2 separate regions of the Zea mays genome follow, and region 1 is linked to region 2. Evidence: chromatin contacts called from public Hi-C data. All regions are on one chromosome and are shown on one strand. Each heading gives the region's core, a stretch centred on a gene start, on an enhancer-like site or on the middle of the called end of the contact. The rest is flanking DNA. Distances are from core to core; before and after follow the strand shown.

What was found. Hi-C and Micro-C count contacts between places; a contact is called where the count stands out from the background.
Region 1: a contact with region 2 is called in a Hi-C map of leaf, with 4 times the contacts expected there. The contact joins the promoter of LOC100191225 here to the promoter of LOC100273417 in region 2. A contact is called at or near these places in 15 of 25 Hi-C or Micro-C datasets (bundle sheath, ear, endosperm and 5 more) and 2 of 3 datasets of contacts at active chromatin or transcription factors (leaf and seedling).

Annotation. Positions count from the first base shown.
Region 1 is chr8:152,347,732-152,355,278 of Zm-B73-REFERENCE-NAM-5.0, reverse strand. LOC100191225 (AMSH-like ubiquitin thioesterase 2) reads right to left here and starts at 5,874. Exons shown (of 9, transcript NM_001136659.1): 1 at 5,742-5,874; 2 at 4,621-4,662; 3 at 4,258-4,540; 4 at 4,059-4,148; 5 at 3,910-3,972; 6 at 3,716-3,790; 7 at 449-511. The coding sequence starts at 4,634. It also overlaps LOC103636137.
Region 2 is chr8:152,116,219-152,122,738 of Zm-B73-REFERENCE-NAM-5.0, reverse strand. It overlaps LOC100273417 (V-type proton ATPase subunit E3), which reads right to left and starts at 5,227. Exons shown (of 6, transcript NM_001147854.1): 1 at 5,023-5,227; 2 at 2,075-2,175. The coding sequence starts at 5,124.

The DNA.
Region 1 (7,547 bases), core at 4,625-7,124, 230 kb before region 2:
AAAATCAGCTTCTAAGCCTAATGGCTACTAAACAAAGGTTAGGGGACAGTTTTCAGATATCAGGGCGAAAATTAAGTTAGTTTTTAGCTAAACTCCGAGGCCACAATCTTTGGTCATCTTTAATTGTGCGGCGATGTCTATAATTCTGTATAGTTTATAGTATGCAAATCAGGTGATGCATCTAGCTACTCATGGTACCTAAAGAGATCATCTGGTCAAAAAGGATGACCATAAATTATCTAAGTATTATTATTAAGTGCAAAAGGATTATATTCTAGGAAACAGATACCAAACTCTGGCAAGAACATGTCAATTACTTGATGTTTAACAGCAGATCATTCAAGCAGAAGTTGTCACATAAAAAAATGAATACTATAGAAGTCCTATCATTTTTAATATAAAAAACACCTCCTTTTATAGATCAACTCAGCACAGCTTCTTTAATTACCTGGTAAGAGTATTGAGTATGCAAGTCGATCGATGATAGAAAGCATGTTTGTGAAGGATGAGTCTGGAAAAGGTGAAGAAGGCGTCAATTCTCAGGAACAGTTAAAGAAAATGACCATTCCTTCCAAGCCTCTAAGAACACTAGAAAAGAATTTAAGAGCAAGAATGTGCAAATAGTAAAAAAAGATGAGGTCCATGCTCTGCAGTAATAAAACAAGTTGAATTTGATTGACATGATATCACTCTTTCTTCATCCTTTTCTATATAGGTAGTCCCTCTCTTCCAAATTGTAAGTAGTTTAGCTTTATTTTAAGTCAAACTTGTCTAGCTTTGACCAAGTCTATAGAAAAATGCACAAATATCTACAACAAGTAATAAGATTCATTAGATACACATGAAATATATTCTGATAGTGCATTTATTAGGTATTATAATATTAATATATTTTTTCTGACTTAGTCAAAGTTAGGCAACTTTAATTTAAGACAAAGCTAAAACGACTTACAATTTGAAACAGAGGGAGTAGATTACTCCTTATGACATGCATCTTATTTCTGCAGCGTTTTCGAAACAGCAAACACAATATATAGAATAGCTAATGAAATTTCTACTTGCCGCTTATTCTGAAGGATCCAAGGTAACAATAATACCATGTTAATTCTCATTTCATGTGAGACATGCAACTATCATACTATTAAGGGGCAGATGCCAAAGTCAGCGTGTTACTGTTCCCAGAAAGAATCCAGTACATTTTATACTGCTCCTCGATATGGCTAATGCAAGAAAGGCATGTTATATACTTATCTGTAGTACTTTCTGCGATGAATGTTATCAGTTCAATATAATTGCTGAAACATGTTCGAATGTAGCGATAAAGTGACTGTTCTGAACGTTTATCTTGATTATTATTATTATTAGTTTCTATATGAACTAAATATATTCTGTTCATCTGTATTAAAAGTGAACTCCAATGCTAAATAGATGAACATTTTCTCCCTCAAAATTAACAAGAGAACATCAAATTTCACTGATTAGAAGAAAGGCTGTTACATGAGTTCCAAAGGAGATGCGGAAAGGGCGAGAACAGCAAATTTCACTGATTAGAAGAAAGGCTGTTACATGAGTTCCAAAGGAGATGGCGAAAGGGCTTAACTCGCTCATTATTCTCGTTTTATGGGAGGTGTGGAACCCCTGATTTCAAGTCGTCGATTAGTCGTCCAGTCGGTCATGGGAGGCCGACTTGGGAGCTCGGCTCGACTTTTCTGGCAAGTCGGTCGACTTGCCAGCGACTGGAATATATTAGTCGACTAGTCGTCGACTTGGTCGAACTAGTCGGCCGACTTGCCCCTAATTCGTCCCAAACATCAGAAAGGCCCATTAGTCCATTACACACCATAAACCCTAAACCCAACAGCCGCCTCTAGTCCCTCACGTCGTCCTGCTCGCCGCCAGGCCCTCCTCTGCCCGCCACCGGCCGCCCACCTCCAGCCCCACCTCTGCCCGCTGCCCTCCTCTGGCCGCCTACCCTCCTCTGGCCGCCGCCCAGGCGCCCACCTCCAGCCGTCGAGGCCTACGCCGCCCTCCTCTGGCCGCCGCCCACCTCTGGCCGTCGAAGCCTCTGGTGGTGAGTCCTGTGCCGCCCCTCTGCACGCCCTGACAAGTCTCGGCAACCTGCGCCGCCCTCACAAGTCACAACAAGCTCTAGGGATATGGAAGATGCATCTGCAGATCGACCACAAGGGGAGTCAGGAAGCCAGCAGCCATATGATCCAGCTAAAGATCCTAAGAGAAAGGCAAAATCGAAGGATCCGACATAGAACTATTGTTATTGGCCGGATTTGAACAAAAAAGATGTGGTGAAGTGCATCCTTTGTGGAAAAATTGTTCATGCAAGTGTTAGAAGGTTGAAGCAGCACCTTGTTGGGTGGACAGTCAAAATGAAACAATTAGAGAAGGGGATGATCTTGCATGGGCTCATGTGGATGATGCAATCGGTGCTTCTAGTTCACTTCAAGGTCGCAACTTCCCAAGAAGAGCCCGATATGAGTCTGTTTATTCAAGGCGTTGTCAAGCTGCTGCTACACAGGAGGAGAGAGTTATGGAAGAGGAAGAGCAAGGCAATGAGGGCAATGAACAAGATGACGAAGAGTACATGTCTAATTATGATGAAGAAGTGGATGACTTTGGTGAATCCCCACATAACAGTCCAACTCAAGCTGGTGCTGGTGGTGAAGAAAATGCAATGGATGATCTTGATTTGGGAGATATTTAGGGTATCTAGTATCTATCTAGCTACAACAGCAGCTTAGATCTAATGGAGTTTATTTCCTTTCAAGTTTGAACTATATTTTCTTGCTATTTGTTTTCCAATTTGAACTATATGACTGTTATGACTTATGAGTTTATGACTTATCACTTATGTGGCTGATTTGGTTCAGTTTGAGGCTTCAAATGAGGTAAGACTTGCTGTTTATTTCAGTTTCGTTCAATTTCAAACTTCAAAAGAGGTAAAACATCCTCTTTCTTCATATATAATTGATATATTGTCTATATGAAGCCATTATATAGGCAAAACAGCCACTATATTGGCAAGTCCACGACTAGTCGACTGACTTATCGACTAGTCACCAAGTCGGTACCTTGTCGACTCGACTCGACTTACTGACTTGAAAACCTTGTGTGGAAGCACCGGAATTCTTGTGTGTTTGAAGGGGCTGTCTAATATCCATACCCTTCTTCAGACCATAGATGATGAATGCAGTTTGTGGTGTATGGCTGAAGCATCAAAGCTGAATGAATTGCTAGCAAGGTCGTTGGTCCAGATTACCCAGTGTTTGGAGTAGTTTGTTCAGGTCCTGGTCATGTATCTTCCCACCCCTCCCTTTTTTCAGTGTGGGTGGGAGTGTGTTCGGTTATTTACGGCGAGTTGGGCTTCTTTCAAAATCCAACTCGTTTTATACTCTTTCTATCTTAATGAAATGACACGCAGCTCTCCTGCTTCATTCACAAAAAAAAAGAATTGCAGCAAGACAAAATGAAAAAAAGGCTCGGCTCTCAACTGCAATAAAAAAGAAAGAAAACTAAGTGTAAATGATGAATGAGATTACATGCTGCAACAAGGAAAACATCTAACACAGTACATGCTGCAACAAGGAAATCATCTTGCACATGTATCAGCTTATTTATCTTTTCAGATTATACGAAGCATGTAACTTGTACGTGCATTTAAGAGAAATTTCATGAAGTAGGGAAATGCTAGAATATATACATGAATCCACCCTGCAGGATAAAGTGACTGCTCTGATAACACGGCATGTATCTCCTCCTCACTAACAGCCTGACACTATTTGGAAAAGAAAGGAAGACTTCAGAATGGGATAGCTAGATAGTTGTCATGACATATAATAAACTAACAAAAATATATTAAGAATAATGTTAGAAACCACTCAGTTACTGACATACTGAGTGAGCAGTTCCTTCTTGCTTTGGTATAATCAACATCGTGACAAAATAAGTTCCATCCCTCTGCATAGAAACATAAAATACTCAAGATCTAATCTGACAATTAGGTATTCTTGTCACATAGGTAACTTGTTGCCCGCTTCACTTACAAATGAAGCACCAAGAATTCCACAAGTCTCTAGATTATTGCTTGTATTCTCCTTTGCAAGCTCCATGAATTCGGCTGTCAATCTCACTGACTGAATAACATGTAAGGATGTTATTTCATCTCAATCTTCAGTCTTACCATCCTCCAAGAAACACTGTATATTCTTAAAAGAAAATGATGGGGAACGAAAGAGAACGTACTATTTGCATGTCATGCAAATTACTTGATGCTGAAGACTGTCCCACTGAAGCTCTGGCTTGCTCATCCACATATTCAGAGACAGGATTAAAAGAAGCATTGCCAAAGCTGGAAAGATCTTCTATCCAAGATACGATTGGAGACGGGAAGTGATGCTTCACAGCACAGGAACCAACATCGTGGTCTCCCACTCTAGTTTGGCAGCTGACGATTTGTTGAGCATCCAGATACATTGATTTGGTTGGTCTTGAGTGGATCCCACATCTCCTCGTATCAATGTCATATCTGCCAATTTTGCATTGATCATGTCATGATGTATCATAAACAAAATTGTCGACCGCTACAGAAGGTAAAGCACTGCATACCTCCTACTACCCATGGCTGAGCAAGGACACCAAAATTTCAGCCTGCAATTTTTTTTTTTACAAAAATATCGAACATTTAGAAATACTGAAGACAAAAGAGTCGAGGATCTGGAAAGAAATGACAGCAGTTTGATAAGGCATCTAACAAGTGACAACACCAGAGCATTGCTATTGTTGAACATCATTTAAGCGAACTAACAAAAACATTGGCGAGCAATCGATGAAGTTCAGGGCAGGTACACCATTTTCTTTTCTAATAAATAAACACTTCTCCTATATTAAGTGCCTGAATTTTAAGATGATTCAGGAGCGTAATGATTAAGGCTTCCGAGTAGCACCTCTAGGCCGTGGGTTCGATTCCCCTTGGGGGCGAAGTTCGGGCTTGGTTAAAAAAATCCCCTCGATGTGTCGCGCCCGCTCTGGGTTACGTCTTGCATGCCACCCTTCGGTTGTGCCGTTGCAGACTGGGCGGTGATGACCCGCTAGTGATGGGGTACCAGGGTGAGGGGAGTTTCTCGGTCAGGACCATGTTTCGGACTCTTCTTAATATAATACAGGAGAGGGCGGTTTTTTCCTCCCTGGCCGAGTTTTTTGATTTGTTATTCATCTTTGTATAACATATTAGTTTTTTTGTCCTTGTTTGACTATTGAAATAATTGTTAATTGTCTTTGTTCCAAACACGGATCATACTTTGTCGAGCTTATGGTTTCATCCGACGAGTTTTTTTATTATCAGAACCGAACTACAACAGTAACCTTTGCCTGAAAGAAAGCTAAGCTAAAGTTCAGGCACAAATTCTAGCAGGTCCCATAAACAAATGCATAGCAATTGAAGACTCTGCGCTGCTTCAAACAACAGAAAACCAACCTGCGCCGAACAAAAGTAATAGTCCAACAATAATTCGAATTAAGAACGACCTCTTCATCACTAACCACCCCAGAAACAGCCACGGAAAGTAGTACCAATCCTTAGCTCCCCGCCGAGCCTCCCCGCTAGAAGTTAAACCCTAAAAGCCAACCAGATAAGCACGACCTCACGCCTAGCGGACCGCGAATCTCGCGGCTGGGCAGTGTCAACTTCCGCAAAGTAGGTCATCGGTCACGAGACAGAGCTCACTCACCTCGAGAAAATCTGGAGCAGTTGAGCCGCTTCAGGAGCGATCGGTGGGAAGCATTGGAGGGAGAGGGAGAGGGAGAGAAGAGGCGATTGGTTTCAGCGAGGCGAGGCGAGTGGCCGTATGGCCGAGCGGGGGGAGAAAGTTGGGGGAAAGGCGAGCGACGAGAGTCCTTGGGGGCCTGTGGGCTGTGGCTGGCTGCCGTTATTCTTACGCGAACACGAACTGGATGGGCTCACGGAATTGGATGGGCGCGCCACGTCGCTATCGTGCAGTGCATGCCGCCCACATCACAAAGAGAAAGAGGGGCGCTGGCCTGGGCGGGTGGGAGACTGAGAGCAAAGCAATGGAGAGTTCTGGATATAGGGACGAAAAAAGTCCGGGGGCGCTGGACCGAAGGGCGGGTCAGCGGGACGCCGGTCACGGTCACGGTTGCGCTGGCTCGGCGAGGTGAGCCAGCGACGTCGGCAGCTGCAGCGGAGTGCAGCGCCGCGGTGCGGATCAGGGGATGATGAGGTGTCGGCCCGGCGCGCTTTCGGCGCCGGCGCATGGGGCTCACGCTCCTGACGGCGATGCTGGGTGCGGTGCATCGGTTAATAATAATAATCTGGGGAAGAATCGAGGAGGGGACGGCATACCGGCATGGGATCGATCGACTGACCGTTGGCTTGGCGCTATTGTTGCCTGTCATCGCCAGGTCAGCCGTTAACGCATCGCAAAAGGGAGAGGGCGTTGAGGATCGGGATCCCCTGCAGTACTGCATGGGCCACTGCCGCGTGGGCTCCGCGTGCGACAGGGCCCACGCGCAGGGCGTTGAGTGGAGGGGAAGGAAGCTATGCGTATGGCGGTGTGGGATGGCACGTTGATTCTAACTTCCGCAAATCTTACCAGAAAGCAAATGCCCTCACCATTTCTACACCAGTCAAACTTGTCCCATAAACATTTTGGTTTTCAAAAGCTTTCGACTAGTTTGGGTAATTTAGTATTGACCTCAATCCACATGTGTTGTGGAATAAAGTGTAACTTAAACTAATTTACACTTAAATCCACCTCAACAAATGTAAATTTGGGTCAATACTAAAGTACCCAAACAAAACCTTCATGTGAAAGGGCACGGCCAAAAATCATATTCACTCGCCCAAAAAGTTGTAACTAAAGTCAACAGCTGGGGTCAGCAAAAGTGGATTTGGGAGTGCAGCGATTATGGAAAATGTTGAAACTGAGCCGTAGGAGCCTTTTTTTTTACAACAATATCGGTAAGAGACCTTGTGATGGAGCTTATTTATCTTTCTCTCTCGTTTCAAACTTCACTCTGTAAATAATACAGTCTATAACGGAATACAATGTTTTATATGGTCATATGCATGATTTGCTCGCCATTGCCCATCGCCTTAAGATAGGCAACAAACAATGCAGCATTTGCCAGAAATTGCATTGCAAAACTATCCAATCTATCGTTTTAGTCTACAAAATCGGGGGGACAAAACACCAGCATCCTTTTGTCATATCTAGTTTATGTGCGACATCCTTGATCCATCTGGCGTGCCCTGTTGAGATGGTAGGGCTTACCATTTTTCCTGTTAGCAGGAATCGGCTGTGGCATCTAACCAAGCAATTTTCCAAAATACATTCATTGATAAGCACACATTACCTTACCTGCACATACGAAAATAAATTACACATAATTCTGACTAAAAAACAGTTACGAAAAAGATAGTAGCAAAACAAATCAGATAGGCATTTGTCAATAGTAGGTGATGCTATGTTCAGAAACATGTAGTCATTAGGCTATCCGCAACCGTTCCCCCTAAA
Region 2 (6,520 bases), core at 3,978-6,477:
GCATATCGGAATAATTAGGTGTCCCGAGAATGTGAAGAGAGGTAGAGGTCGACCAACCTTGACGTGGACAGAGGTTGTGAAGAGGGACCTGAAGGAGTGGAATATTGATAAAGAGCTCGCCGTGGATAGGAAGGGGTGGAAGTGTGCAATTCACGTGCCAAAACCCTGATTTGTAATTTCGCTTTTCCTCCTTAATCGTTTGACCATTTCTTGTGCCCCTTTAGATCTTGCTGGTTCTTGTGGGTTTTATCTCTTTTTATGTGTTTCCCTGTTTCGTCGTTTTTCGGTTCTCCTTTGCCTTTGTCTCCCTTTTCTTTTCTTTGGGGGTTGAGCTCTGAGGTTTTCATATGGGGTTTCATCTCTAGCCTACCCCAACATGCTTGGGACAAAAAGGCTTTGTTGTTGTTGTTGTATTGGCATTACTAGATTCGTTATGAACAAAAAAATCACAATATATAACGCCTTCCATTTAAAACAATCTATTTCTAAAGACATTCCTTCCAAAGTGTCATATTGGATAACATATTTATGTCCTACACTCCTAATGGGCTTATATTTGTGATTGGAGGAAGTATTAAATATTTTGCATCAAAGCTGTGAATCAGCATAGAAGTCTGGAAGAGCTTCAATCTGACCACAAAATGCACTGTCTCAGAATTCTTATGCAGTCAGTACGTGATGGCTGCCAACATAACTGTAAAGTTGCAGCAGTCTGCAGTTACTTCTATTACATTTTGTTTAAGAATCAAACAAGGTTTGGGATTCGTATCGTAGTATCACACTATAGTATGATGCTACCCAGGCCGAATGATAATGTTCCTTTAAGATCGTACTAAGATTGTAGTATCTTTTTTGGGTAGTAGCATTGACCTGGGATCTTAATACATATCGCAGTATTTTTTTTTTTAGAATCACACCAAATACGATCTCAAGTGACTCTACGGACAGGTCAGAAATCAACCTCTGGATTTGACACCGACTGCAGGGACTGGATGCACCTGGTACAAATCATAAAAGAGAAAAAATCTGTATGGTGGTGGCGCCATTATGCAGAGACGGTCACTGTCATAGTCTCTTCCCCTTCTCTTTAGATTTGAGTGTCTCCATTGTTCCTTTATGTGGCTAACTAAATGCTTCATCTACAAAACAGGATGGGAAGTGCCAGATGTGTCCATGTCTTGGTGATGGGGGTTTGGATGCCAACCGTTGGGCCGCCAGCAGCAAACCGGGGAGCATGAAGCCAGGCACTTGTGCCACATGAAGCTGTAATGATTCGTGCATATCTCTAGGAACTGAGTGCTAGTTGTAGCAACATTGTAGCACTAGCGAAGTTAGTGTTAGTACCCATGTGCTTTATGTTCTACCTGATGCCTTAACCACTCATGATATGGATGGTGTATCTTCCTATGATGAATTGATTATTGAAAGGATGGTCCTGCTCTTCTGATGGCGTAGCTGTAGATACTGATAGTTTATGGTCTTGTGATGCATAATTATTTAGCTGTTCCCCGGTGCAATGTGACTCCAACTATGTGTCATGGTACACAATGTTAGCATGAAGGAATAAATATAACTATCTGAAGTTTTGTGTTCATGTATGAGGACAAACTCATCACTTAATCTTCAGAAGTCAGAACCTAAGTTAAATGGAACTATTAGCTCTAACTGTGCTTTTCTTTTGACAAATATATGTGTTTGTGTGTCATGAACTCATGATATTTTTAACAAATAAATTTCATAGTATCCTGATGGTACAATACAATCCTATGATTTGATACTTGACAGATCCAGTGTTGGCGGCTCCCACATGAGTGTGATCTAGGGAAGGAATAACCGAAGCAAGCCTTACCCCTGCAATTTTGCAGAGAGGCTGTGTAACCTTGGAAGCAATATAATGCTGTTCTGGTGTGCAACCTAGCTGAATGACGTATTTGTGATGTTAATGTAGTATGTTACATGTCGTGAACATTCTCGACATGAAATGCATTTCATGGCAAGAACATCATATTTGATAGCAACTAACAGACTACTATTTATCCTTGAGGTGAACGAATTCGGAGAATTGAAGTCTTACATTTTCTTGCGTACTTCAACCTGCTTCTCTTTGCGTTCATACTCTTGCCTGATCTTCTTTTTCTCAGCTTCAACAAGCTGCAACTTCTCAATGTTGAATTCCTGCAAGTTTTTAAACAAGTAAAAGTTGAGGACGCATAGAAAAAAGGGCATTGACAAGTACACACATAAAAAGAGATATGAAACTGTCTGATCAAATCACATTTGAATCTAGCTATTAAGCTAGATACAGACATGATTCTGTATGCTATTCATTTATGAATATGATGTTTTTATCAATCACTAAATCAGATAAAATAAAAGGGAGGCAATAAATAAACATCCTGCATAAAAAGAGAACAGAAATACTAAAACTGTCAATTGAATCAAATGTTTAGTCAGAAGTCAAACCACATTACATCCATCAGAGGCTAGATAAAAACATGAATCTATGTGCACTATCCAAACATGAATCAAGTGTTTCGGTTGTATACTGACTTATTTTGATCAATTTCAGACACTGCCTGCACAACAATAACCGTATACATTCACATGAAACATTTTAGAGGTATATTTAAATAAAGTAGACCTGATCATGCACCACATGAAACATTTTAGAGGTATGTTTAAATAAAGTAGACATGATCGTGCACCACCTAACCTGACGAACATGATCCCACCTGCACAAAAGAAACCGACCCAACCCAACCCAATCAATATGGCGGGCAAGCGCAGACCATCATTATTAAGCCAAAGAAAATGTTAGGTCAGGCTGAGAGACCTGATTTTCAACGGGCCGACCGGACAGCCAGAATAGGAAAACTTAATTGAAAAATACCACTGGCTTACCATCCCACATGTGGCCCAGCAGTAGCCCAACAACAGAAACCCATCGTTATCACATATATGCCACCCACACCGTGCCCAACCCTATGGCCCACGTTAGCCTCTTATAAGCTTTCTGCTCCCTTGCCTCTCCACAGGCTGCCTCCGACTCCTGTCTCTTACTCTTGTAGTCGCGTTCAATCTATCCTCAAGCCACTAGCCGTGAAGCACCTCCAGCGCTAGACAAGCTTGAACTGACAAAAGATGGCAGGAGCTCTGTGTCTGCCACCAGGAGAAAATCTACATCAACTGCTCCAGATCCTGTTGTCCCTGGGCACACAGGGCCGACAAGAGGCAGAGGCACGTCACCATGGAGCACAAGACGTGCCGGATCCAGCCGTCTGCCACAGGGCGCCACTATGCCCTCGCCAAGTCTTCTTCAGTTCATTGGGCCATGCAGCAGGTGGGCTCGGGTCATAGCAAAAGTGGACCTTTTTTGGCCTGGTCCGGCCTGAGGATGTGGGCACAGAGGATGCTACTGTTCTAATGATAAACCTAAATCTCTGACACAATTTACTGGCAGTATAGTTAATAATTAACTCACATTCGACTTCCATCCAAATGCATAAACATGAATAATCAGGCAAAAGTTGGGTGTGGAAATAGCAACGAAAAGAGGTGTATATATTGTGCAAAGACTTCAATACATGACTATTTTCATGAAATCAAACATTAAGGCAGCACATGTATATCCAGGCCCCAGGGAACACACTACTATTTCCTCAACCCAAATATAGCACACAAAGTGAATGTTTTCTTGTATTGTTTAGTTTTTTATGATCTTCATTCTTCAAGACTAAACTGTGCATGCTACTTTTTTCATGCCGATCTACAATAACAAATGTACTTTTATGGAAGCATTTTTTAAAAGATAGGTCTAGCAATGTGTTTTTCACACAAGTAAATAGGTAATCTTTATAGTTTATACATATTATTAGTCAAGATTTTGAATGTTTGGCAGGTGTATTCTACCAATGGAGGTTGAACATAATGGTCCATCATATTCTACTACACTGTAGCAGAATCAGTATATTAATCATACACGCATGTGATCTCATACATTGAATTTAATTGGTACACTGTGTTCATAAGTTGGCAGCAAAGACAAAAAGGAAAATACATGAATATGCATGATTGTAGAAGCCCTCCAACAAGTAAATTTGTCGTCCAGTGTCTAGCACACTAGCAATTCATCAAGCAACCAACCAAAATTGGTATCGATCAGATCGCATCTTCCAGTACAGTTACTTCAATGTCTACACTACAACGAGAAAATAGAAGACACCTTAAAAAGTGATACATGGTTAATGGCTTAGGTAATTAGGTACCGGACATACAGAAGTTGTGATTAGTTGTTTGAACTTTTGATATCAGGGGTTACACTCTTATTTTCAGAAAGCTATTTGAACTTTTGAAGCATAACTCCTAGAACCAAGCCAGAAGACAAATTGGGCATCCAAGCATGAGACGTTCCCTTTGAAGGGAATGACATAGAATTAATCAAGAGGAGAAATGGAGTGATTCAGCTTAAGATCATTTAGCTTCTAGATGAAGGATGAGAATCACGTCTTAGGAGTTCCCAATTCAGCTTAAGCTCCAATTTTGTTTCCAGAACATTCAGGAAGCATGTGAACCATTTGTGAGCTCCGAAAACATACCTCGTCTGACTACAGTTATACAGGAGCCCTAGAATTATGCCAGTCGGTAGAGAATGGCGTGAATACCAACTCAAAAGCGTGGAGGGTTGGAGGCACAAAACCTCCGCGATCTAGAACTCTCTACAATGTTCACCACCCACCATGAGCGTAACAAGCCCAAAGCCCTAGAGCCGCTAACCCAACTCCAAACTCTCCTCGATCTGCCTCGGAACTGGGGGCCTTTGTCGCTTGGGACTACGGATCTCGTACACAATAAGCGAAGCACCAAGCGTTAAAACAATCGAGCAGCTAAAGCCGGCTCTCCCAGATGCTTCGGGATCATGGAGCGCGTCAGCCAGATCGGGCAGCTGAGAGTACAGAGACAAGCATCTAGAAGCTTCTGGAAGCTTCTAGGAGGGTGAGGAAGCGGCAGGCAGGGTAAACTGACCTCCTCGGCGGAGACGGAGATCTCGTTGGCCTTCTCGTCGGCCTCCTGGCGGATGAACCGCACCATCTGCTGGATCTGCTTGGATACATCGGCGTCATTCATCTTGACGGCGGCGGATCCGACAGGCCCTCCGGCTGCTCTGCTCGCTCCGGCACCGCCGCGCTGGGGGTATGGAAGTTGCTGAGGAGGCAATCGGGAGTCCACGGGATCGAGACTGGTCGAGGTGGAGGTCGTGGGGCTAGTCTAGGCGTCTAGCCGCGCGGGGGCAACGTGATCGGGTTGGTTGCCGCTGCCTGTCTGTATGTGATACCATTATTTCGTGAACCCGGTCCATGGTTCCGTGATCTTTATCATTGCTTCCGGTCATTGTCTGACCAGTTTTTTACATCAGAGTATCTCCAACAATATCTCAAGCTAATGTCTTAAATTAAAATATAGAGTTTTACACTGAAAAAATAACTACAACAGTGCCTCATTTCATAAAATTTGATCAAAAAACTATAAGATACATTCTCAAGTGCCTCAAATACACTATAGTGGGCTGTCATATAATCTATATTTGAGGCTTTACTGTTAGAGCGGTGTGTTTTGTTGATGCCCTAAATTATATAAATTATACTCATTTTTAAATTATAGAGTTTTTTTATAGGTCGTTGTTGTAGATGCTCTTAGGGTATCTCCAAGAAATCACCTAAACCAACCCAAAAACGTTTTAAGGAAAAAACACATTTTGAGCCCTCCAACCATTCCCTCTTCTCCCCATATTTATATTTATAGATGGCCAAATGGGTCGTGTTTAACGGACCGGCCCAAAGCACAACTCATTTAATAGTTCCAGACCGGGCCCGGCACGCCATTGCATCGGCCCGCAGTGCCAGTCCGGTCCGACACGATTATATTTTTTATTTTATAAAACATAGTATATATATTTAGATTTTATAATTGCTATTTTTACAACAAATGCACTAGATGTAAGTTTTACATGTTAGTCTCCTTCATGTAGCGTTTTCAGCCTTGTAGAGAGGTCGTGGGTTTAAAACCTCACTTGTGTATAGTTTTTTTTACTATTTTTCCTGATTTAACAACACAACATGAACAAGTTAACGGATCGGCCCAGCATAGCTACTAGGCCGGTATGCCGTGATTGGACCGTAGCTGCGACACGCGGGCCGATCGGGCATGGCCTGATTATCCGTCGGGCCGGCCCGTGCCGTGCGGAACCGGGCCGACCGTTTGTGCAACAACTATACCCATTTTTTTTGCTTCCCTCATCCATTTCCTGCCCTCCCGCAAATTTGAGCGTCACAGATCCTCCCCAATCGCCCCTACTCGCCTTCGCTTTTTACACGGCCTGCCGCGCCGCCGGCTCCTCCGCAAAGTAGTCCTCGACGTTGCCTCCTCTAGCCCCGCGGTCGTCTTGCAACCCCTGGGGTCCTGGCCGTGCAAATGAGCACGCTGACCTGGCCATGGTCGATCCACATGGGGACAAATGAGCACG